Linked DNA regions of Pan troglodytes: region 1 is linked to region 2. The links are chromatin contacts, called in public HiChIP or PLAC-seq maps. All regions are on one chromosome and are shown on one strand. Each heading gives the region's core, a stretch centred on a gene start, on an enhancer-like site or on the middle of the called end of the contact. The rest is flanking DNA. Distances are from core to core; before and after follow the strand shown.

What was found. HiChIP or PLAC-seq counts read pairs in DNA pulled down with a chosen protein or histone mark.
Region 1: an H3K4me3 HiChIP or PLAC-seq map of stem cell-derived excitatory neurons shows a contact between it and region 2, with 5 times the contacts expected there. The contact joins the promoter of CHN1 here to the promoter of CHRNA1 in region 2. A contact is called at or near these places in 1 of 7 Hi-C or Micro-C datasets (stem cell-derived neural progenitor cells) and 1 of 1 datasets of contacts at active chromatin or transcription factors (stem cell-derived excitatory neurons).

Annotation. Positions count from the first base shown.
Region 1 is chr13:77,041,696-77,045,053 of NHGRI_mPanTro3-v2.0_pri, reverse strand. CHN1 (chimerin 1) reads left to right here and starts at 1,402. Exons shown (of 14, transcript XM_003309320.6): 1 at 1,402-1,629; 2 at 1,755-1,941. The coding sequence starts at 1,923.
Region 2 is chr13:76,800,349-76,803,847 of NHGRI_mPanTro3-v2.0_pri, reverse strand. CHRNA1 (cholinergic receptor nicotinic alpha 1 subunit) reads left to right here and starts at 1,940. Exons shown (of 9, transcript XM_016950067.2): 1 at 1,940-2,141. The coding sequence starts at 2,099.

The DNA.
Region 1 (3,358 bases), core at 153-2,652, 240 kb before region 2:
TCATGAGCTGTGTGTTTGTAATTTTTTATGAGCAGAAAGGTTGTTCAAAAATCAAGAGTCCATTTTCATGAAAGATTTTAAATTCTGGGGATTTTAAAGATTTATTTTGATTAGTGGCTAAAGAGAGCCATTTTACATCACAAAATTCCAAACATATAGCATCTTAAACACTTGCCCATTCATGTTGAATCATTTTAATATTTCTTTCTTCCTGAGTTAACTGACTTGAAACAAAAGGCTTGGCTCCTCCTTCCAACCTGCTTTTCTTCTGATGCTTAAGTCTGCTGTGAAATGATGGTGAATTAACTGTGGTTCCATTGGAAGTACTGTAGTAATCTCCCACTTTATCACGATTCGATCTCTAAGATACATTAAATACAAGATATTTCTATAATATTCTTAAAGAATTATTTGAAAATGGGAGAGAAGAGGGAAATGACACTAGGGAACCTGAGGAACTAAGAGGAAAGACGCCTGTAGAAAGAAAGGAGAACCAAAGAGAAGATCTACATGATCAGATACCAAAATAGTATCAAATCCCTAAGCAGAGAAACAAGAAAAAAGAAGGAATTTCTTAAACAGGGCACACATATAGCAACTAGAGAAGAATGACTTTTTGAATACATTAAACGACAACGACGAAAAACATATAACCCAGCTTTTCAAGAACATCTTTTGGCTGACAATCTCAAGGCGTTGTATGCTCCTCATGGCAGAGACAGAGGTGAGGAGACAACATCACAGAAAGGAGGACGTTGCCAGTGATTATCAGATAAATACAAGAAGCTCAGGGGAACAATCTTTTGTGGCAAATAAGTGCCAGTCAGTGACACATGCTGATTTTTTTTTCCTTGAGACAATATCAAAGAGGTATAATGTAAAGGGAAGAAAATCAGGTGTAAGCATTGGTCTTTTAACAAATTATCTTAGGTAATCTCAGATGCTTTTTAAGCGACTCCTTTTCCTAATGTGTGTCAATTTCATCAGAACTACTAGCAGCTCCTAAGTCCAAACGGAGAGGAATGCAGCTTTCAGTGCCTCTGTTCCTACCAGAGCCCTGCAGCTTCAGGTCACCGGCTCCAGCCACAGTGAGCCTGGAGGGCGCCAGGAGGAGAAATATGTTCTCACACGCACCAGGTCCCCAGATGACCCTGCCTGGGCGCTGCATTCACGCAGCATCCTCCTGTGAGTCTTCCTCTTTCGAGTAACAGCGTTTTTCTCCTCTCTGCGCCTCCTCAAATTCCATTCAAGAAAAAACCTGGGCTTTCAGCTAAAACGCACACCGGCCCCGCTCCATCCCGCTCCGGGCGGCCGCCTCCAGGGGGGCGCTGGTGGCTCCTCGCAGCCGCGGGAATGAGGGCGCACCCTCTTACCCCCGCGCGCGCCCGTTGCCATGGGAACGCACTCGACCGGGAAGCCCGAGGGAGAGGCGGGAGGCAGCGGCGCGGCCGAGCTCGTGGGAGACGCTATCGCAAGATGGCGTCTGCGAGGCCGCGGGATGCGGAGTGAGCGCGCCCCGCCGGGGGCTGTGCGAGGCTGCTGCTCTCCCCGTCGCCGCCGCCGCCGCCGCCACTGCGGCGCCGCCTCTCCGCCAGCCACTGCGCCGCGGCCAAGCCTCCTGCCTCGCAGGTACCTCCTCCCGCGCGCACGCTCCGCGCCTGATGGCAGCGACAAGTGCCGGCTCGCGGAGAGCTAGCGGGGCTCCCTGGGCCCGGTGCGCCCGACAATAACGCGTGAATAACTTTTTCTTGCAGCGGTCCCCCGCGTCCCGGCCTGCAGCCTCCCCGGGCGCCGGCGCCCCCAGCACGCCCCATCGGGCACCCCACTCTCTCCGAGGTGTGGGTGCGGCGGGCTGATGAGGTGATCCCTAGCCCGCCTGGGAGGAGCGCCTGGACTCGCGGGCGGCGGCGAGCGCCTTTACAATGGCCCTGACCCTGTTTGGTAAGTGCAGCCGTCTCCCCGCGCCGCCGCAGGTGGGCCGCGTCCCGGGGCTCGGGGGCGGGGGCCTGGGGGGCCTGGGCGCCCGGGGAGGGGGCGCGGCGCGTGGGGTCGGGGCGGGCCGGGGCCGCAGAGTTGGGGCGCCCGGGGCGCCGGCTTGCTCCCTCGCGCCTCTCCCATTGTTTCCTCTCCCGGCAGGGCCGATGGGCGTGTGCTCCCCTGGCCAATTCTCGGCTGGGAGGCTCAGAGGTCCTGGGTGTTTTGCAAACGCACAACGATTCTCTAAGATGCCAACTTGGGAGTGAAGTTAACTGGTTGTTTTCAAACCTGCCTTTCCCGTCGGTAAATAAATCCTTGGAAAGTTTATTTATTTTGAACGAGGTATCTGTGAGTCCCCAGCCTCCTTGGAATTGCCAAATGCATGTGTTGCTTCCTGTTGGACTATTGGGGAATTTTTTTTTTGGACTCAGTGTATTCCGTTGGAAATAAGTATGATTTGTGAACTGAATATGGGTTAAAATTGAAAATGTTTGCACTAACGAATGAGAGCAGACAGAAGAAAGTTGGTTACCGGAAGATAACTGTAATCTCAGGAGACTGAGTATTCATTAAGAATGAAATGTTATTTTTGTGGTGTAATTACTGCAACACTGTTGCTTTTGGTGGTTAAGACTTCAAGCTGTTTTTTTCTCAGTCTGCAATGACAATGGGTTGGGAAAAAGGACTGAAAAGATACATTCTTTCCTTTTACAAAACTGGACTATGGTACATACGTACCTGACTTTAAGAAAACTCAATATATGAACATTTAGACGTTCAAAGTATTCAGCTTTTTTGAAGAAGCGAAGTACAGTGATATGTAATTGATAGCTACGAGAACAGCCTAAGTAAGTTATTCACAATATCAAGTTTCCAGTTCAGTTTTAATTATGTCATTTGATCAAACACGTTAGAGGTGTTACATACCTCAAATGCTTTTTGAGGTAAATACTTCCCAGTGACTTAAGCTGCTAGAATCAAAGTGTTACTTTTATTTAACTATCTTATTTTATAAATTAAACTTAGACCCAGAGAGGTTGTTTCCCAAAGTCACATGGCTCTTTTGTGGCAAAACTGAGCCTAGAATTCACTTCACCAGGCTTCAGTCTGGGACTGTGTTTACTGTGCCCAAGTGCATTACTAGAAGTGCCATTTCTTACTTGGTGATGATCCTCCATAGGTACTTAAAAAAAGTGTCTTCTTTTTCTGAAAAATAATAAAATTCTCGCTGTTTCTCAGTACCTTGTATCTAAGCGTTATTTAATAGCAGCATTTTCCTTAAATGTGGACCTTTTTGGTACAAATATTTTCTTTCCTAAAGAGATATTTGGCATTTTCAAGGTGTGGTTTCAGAAGTAAGGTTTACAAGTCAACTTTTCAA
Region 2 (3,499 bases), core at 691-3,190:
TTAAAGTGATCTTTGCTGTGGTGATGAAACTGCCTGTTTAAAGAGAAGTCTTAACGGGCTTTGGTTGCTCAAAGCCTTTATTCCATGTTTTCACTTACTCTTTGAAGTTCAAAACAGAAGACTCCACATTTCTGGACTCATTCTATTTCTTTTCTTTCTGCTCTTGAACCAGCACATTTTTGCCTGAGCTCAGCTCTTCCTTGTACTGACTTGCTAAACAAAGCCAGAAAGAGCCATGGTGCACTAACTTTGGGTTTACCAGCCTCTATTCTGGGAGCTACAGGCTCAGTAGACACATTGTTCACCAAGTAATTGAGGACAACAGTTTATGAAATGATTTGGTACCATATAACATGGGTCTTCATATTTTCAGCCTCCAGTATCAATTTTCTTGCCTTCTGCTGCAGTGCTACATATTTTAGAATTTATTTTTAACCTCAGGGTACTAGTGCAAAGGATTACATTTTTTATTAATTACGGAACACTAGCTGCTGTACAAATAAACCCAAGGATTTTGATGGCTCAGCACAATGCATGTTTTGTTTTCATTGAAATAGTGCTGGGTGGTGAGCAGGTAGATAGAGGGTCCCCCTCCATGCAGTCATTCAAGGATTCAGAATGTCAAAAGCAACACCACCTTCAGAACATGGTTTCTAAGGTTGCCTTTGGGACCATGTCCATTCTAGCCGGTCAGAAGACTAGAAGGGCGGGGCTGAGCTCTGGTAGGTTTGTGAGTCTGAGAACATTTTTCCACTCATGCCACTGGCCAGAGGTCAGTCCCATGGCTCCATTTAGATGGAAGGGGCTGGTGAGAGGGTGGGGGTTGTATTTCTGCCACGGGGCTATTCCATGGAAGGGAGAGAACCAAATTTTTTTTTAGCAAACAGTTAACTGATCTCCCACAGTTTAAACAAAAAATATAAATAGTATGAGCTTGCAGCTCTCTCCTCTACCCTCCAAGCCCCTTCTCTAATGATTTGTTTGGATCCACTGGAATGAGAGGATCTGTCAGGATGTTGTCGTGGGCTTGAGGTGAGAGGACCTTTCTCACCTAGTTCCATGTGGGAAGGAGGCCTGGAAGGAACAGGCAGGGTACCTTTAAGTAACTGTCTCCTTCTGTGAACCCACCTCACACCCTGCAAAGAAGCACAGCTAGGGTAACAATACTTCTCAGACTGAGAAATTACTAACTGCTGGTTTTTAGGATGTTTTTCAAGCAAGATAATTGAAAAGCTGAACCACTCTGCTCTTTGCTTCCCTGAGTGAGAGTGGGCAGAGGGACGGATGGAAGGAGGCAGGAACCCGGAACAACTGCTGATGCGGTGGGACACTTTTTCCCAATAATTACTCTTCGCTTGAATCACAGTGCATAGGACGTGGGCAATTTGCTCCAGCTAATGCTTCGTGTGGGATAGGTATTGCCTGATACAGAGGCAGGGGTTGGAACAGCCACTCTGGGGGCCAGTAAAGCCAGTTTTATGGAAGAAGCTGTCTTTGTTTAAAACCAAACCCAATCAACGTGGGGGCTTCCCAGCAGCAGACTCAACACCAGCTACACTTTTCTGAAATCCAGGCAGTCAGAAAAGCCCCCGGCACCCTCAGCCTAAGCAGAGGAAATGAAACTGAAGCCATGTTTGCAGAATGTGGATTTTTGTGGTTTAGGACAGACAGCTGACTATCTACTCAGACCAAATGACCCTAATCAAGTCAACCCACAGAGATGAGGTTCTGGTTTACACAAAAGGGAGGCAGTTTGCTCACCATTTAAAATAATTCCTTCCTTCCTATACATTTTTTTTTTCATTAAGATCTGACTACTGGTGCATTTAAAATATAATGCAGTTCATACTCAGCTTGTCAAGGGTAAGCAATTGTGTAAAGTGAGGCATATCTGTAATGGTGTACAGTCCCAGTAACTCCCTGGGCTCCAGGGCTAAGGGCAGCCCAGCTGTCGCTCCCACAAACAGGTGGTGTAAAACAATAGCTCTAGTGAGCCGACTCACTTTCCAAACCCTCCAGCAGACAAGCACCCAGCCAGAGTGCCAGTGAGAAACACAGGCCACCTCTGTGCCCTGGTCCACACAAGCTCCGGTAGCCCATGGAGCCCTGGCCTCTCCTCCTGCTCTTTAGCTTTTGCTCAGGTAAGTGCTGGGTCAGGGGTGGGGAGAGGGCTCTCTTTTGAGGCTAAAGTGCTGGAAGCCCCCAAATCAAAGTCTTGCTTCTTTGATGAGACCACAGAATGGCAGAGCCTCCCCAACCAGAGGCTGCTCTGTCAGTTTCTTCCTGATGTTAGCTTGATTGAGTTTTTGGATAAAGATTTTTAGTTTGCCTTATCTAATTAAAATAGAAACTGCCTGGTCAAAGACTTTGAGGTAGACATGCATGTCTCTCCCTCCATCATGCCTGGCAGCCGACTCATCCCTCTGAACACTCGGCATCATTTGTAGGACCTGGACCACTTGTGGATCATGGTAGTGTCTGGGGGTTCATATTTAAACAACTATGGATACTTAGAACAGTGCCTTATAATCACATACAATGGAGTTAACAAGTCCCTTTACTGCTCCAGGAGAATTCTAATAATAAAGAGGACTGATTGACAGCTATGTGTGCTGGAGATAGAAACCAGTTAATAATCATAACTAAACTCTCTCCACAGAGACAGAAATATTTTTTAATTTTTTCAAAATTTCTGAAGTTAAAAAAATTCCATATGAATACATTCCTACCTACTTTTTTTTAAAAAGATGTTACTATATATAGGTTTGGGTTTGAATTGAAACGATAAAACCTTGCACAGCATTTGACCTGCATTCTACTCTGGAATGTGTCCTAGCACAGCAGCTGAAACACCATCCTGAATCCCAGACTTCCGCTAGAGGGAAACAGGAGATGTTTGCTGATTGCTTCACATAAAAGTTTACTGGTGATATCATCCCAACTGAGAAACAAGGTGGCTGACATCCTGTGATTTTTCATTTCCAATATTGCCCTGAAAGACACAGGCCTTCTGGTCAAGAGGCAAAAAGCTTTATTATTAATTTTTTTCAATAGCAGAGTTGAGTGAAAGAGCCTGAACTCAGATAAATTATATCCTGTGGGATTTGGACTCTGTCCAGCCAAAGCTGGCCTGATGTGTGTGTGTGTGTGTGTGTGTGTGTGTGTGTGTGTGCGCGCGCGCACGCGCGCACACGCATGCGTGCACGCAAAACCACAGTCACAGGAAAATTCTTAAATGATATGCTTTAATGTAAACATCCTTAAGAGATCTGTTAGGATTTTGGTTATTGCTAACCAAAAATGCATGATTAGCTATTAAAGAAGTATGTGATATGTATTTAGGTCAAATCTCGAGTTTGCTGGCATTGATTTCCATGGGTGTTTTATAGAAATTTAGAGCTAGATCAGGCAGTCCAACATCCTCAATTTTTTATTACAAGGAAACTAAAGCTGACCTGCCCAAGGTCACTTAATTTATACATTTTGGAATGTGGTCAGT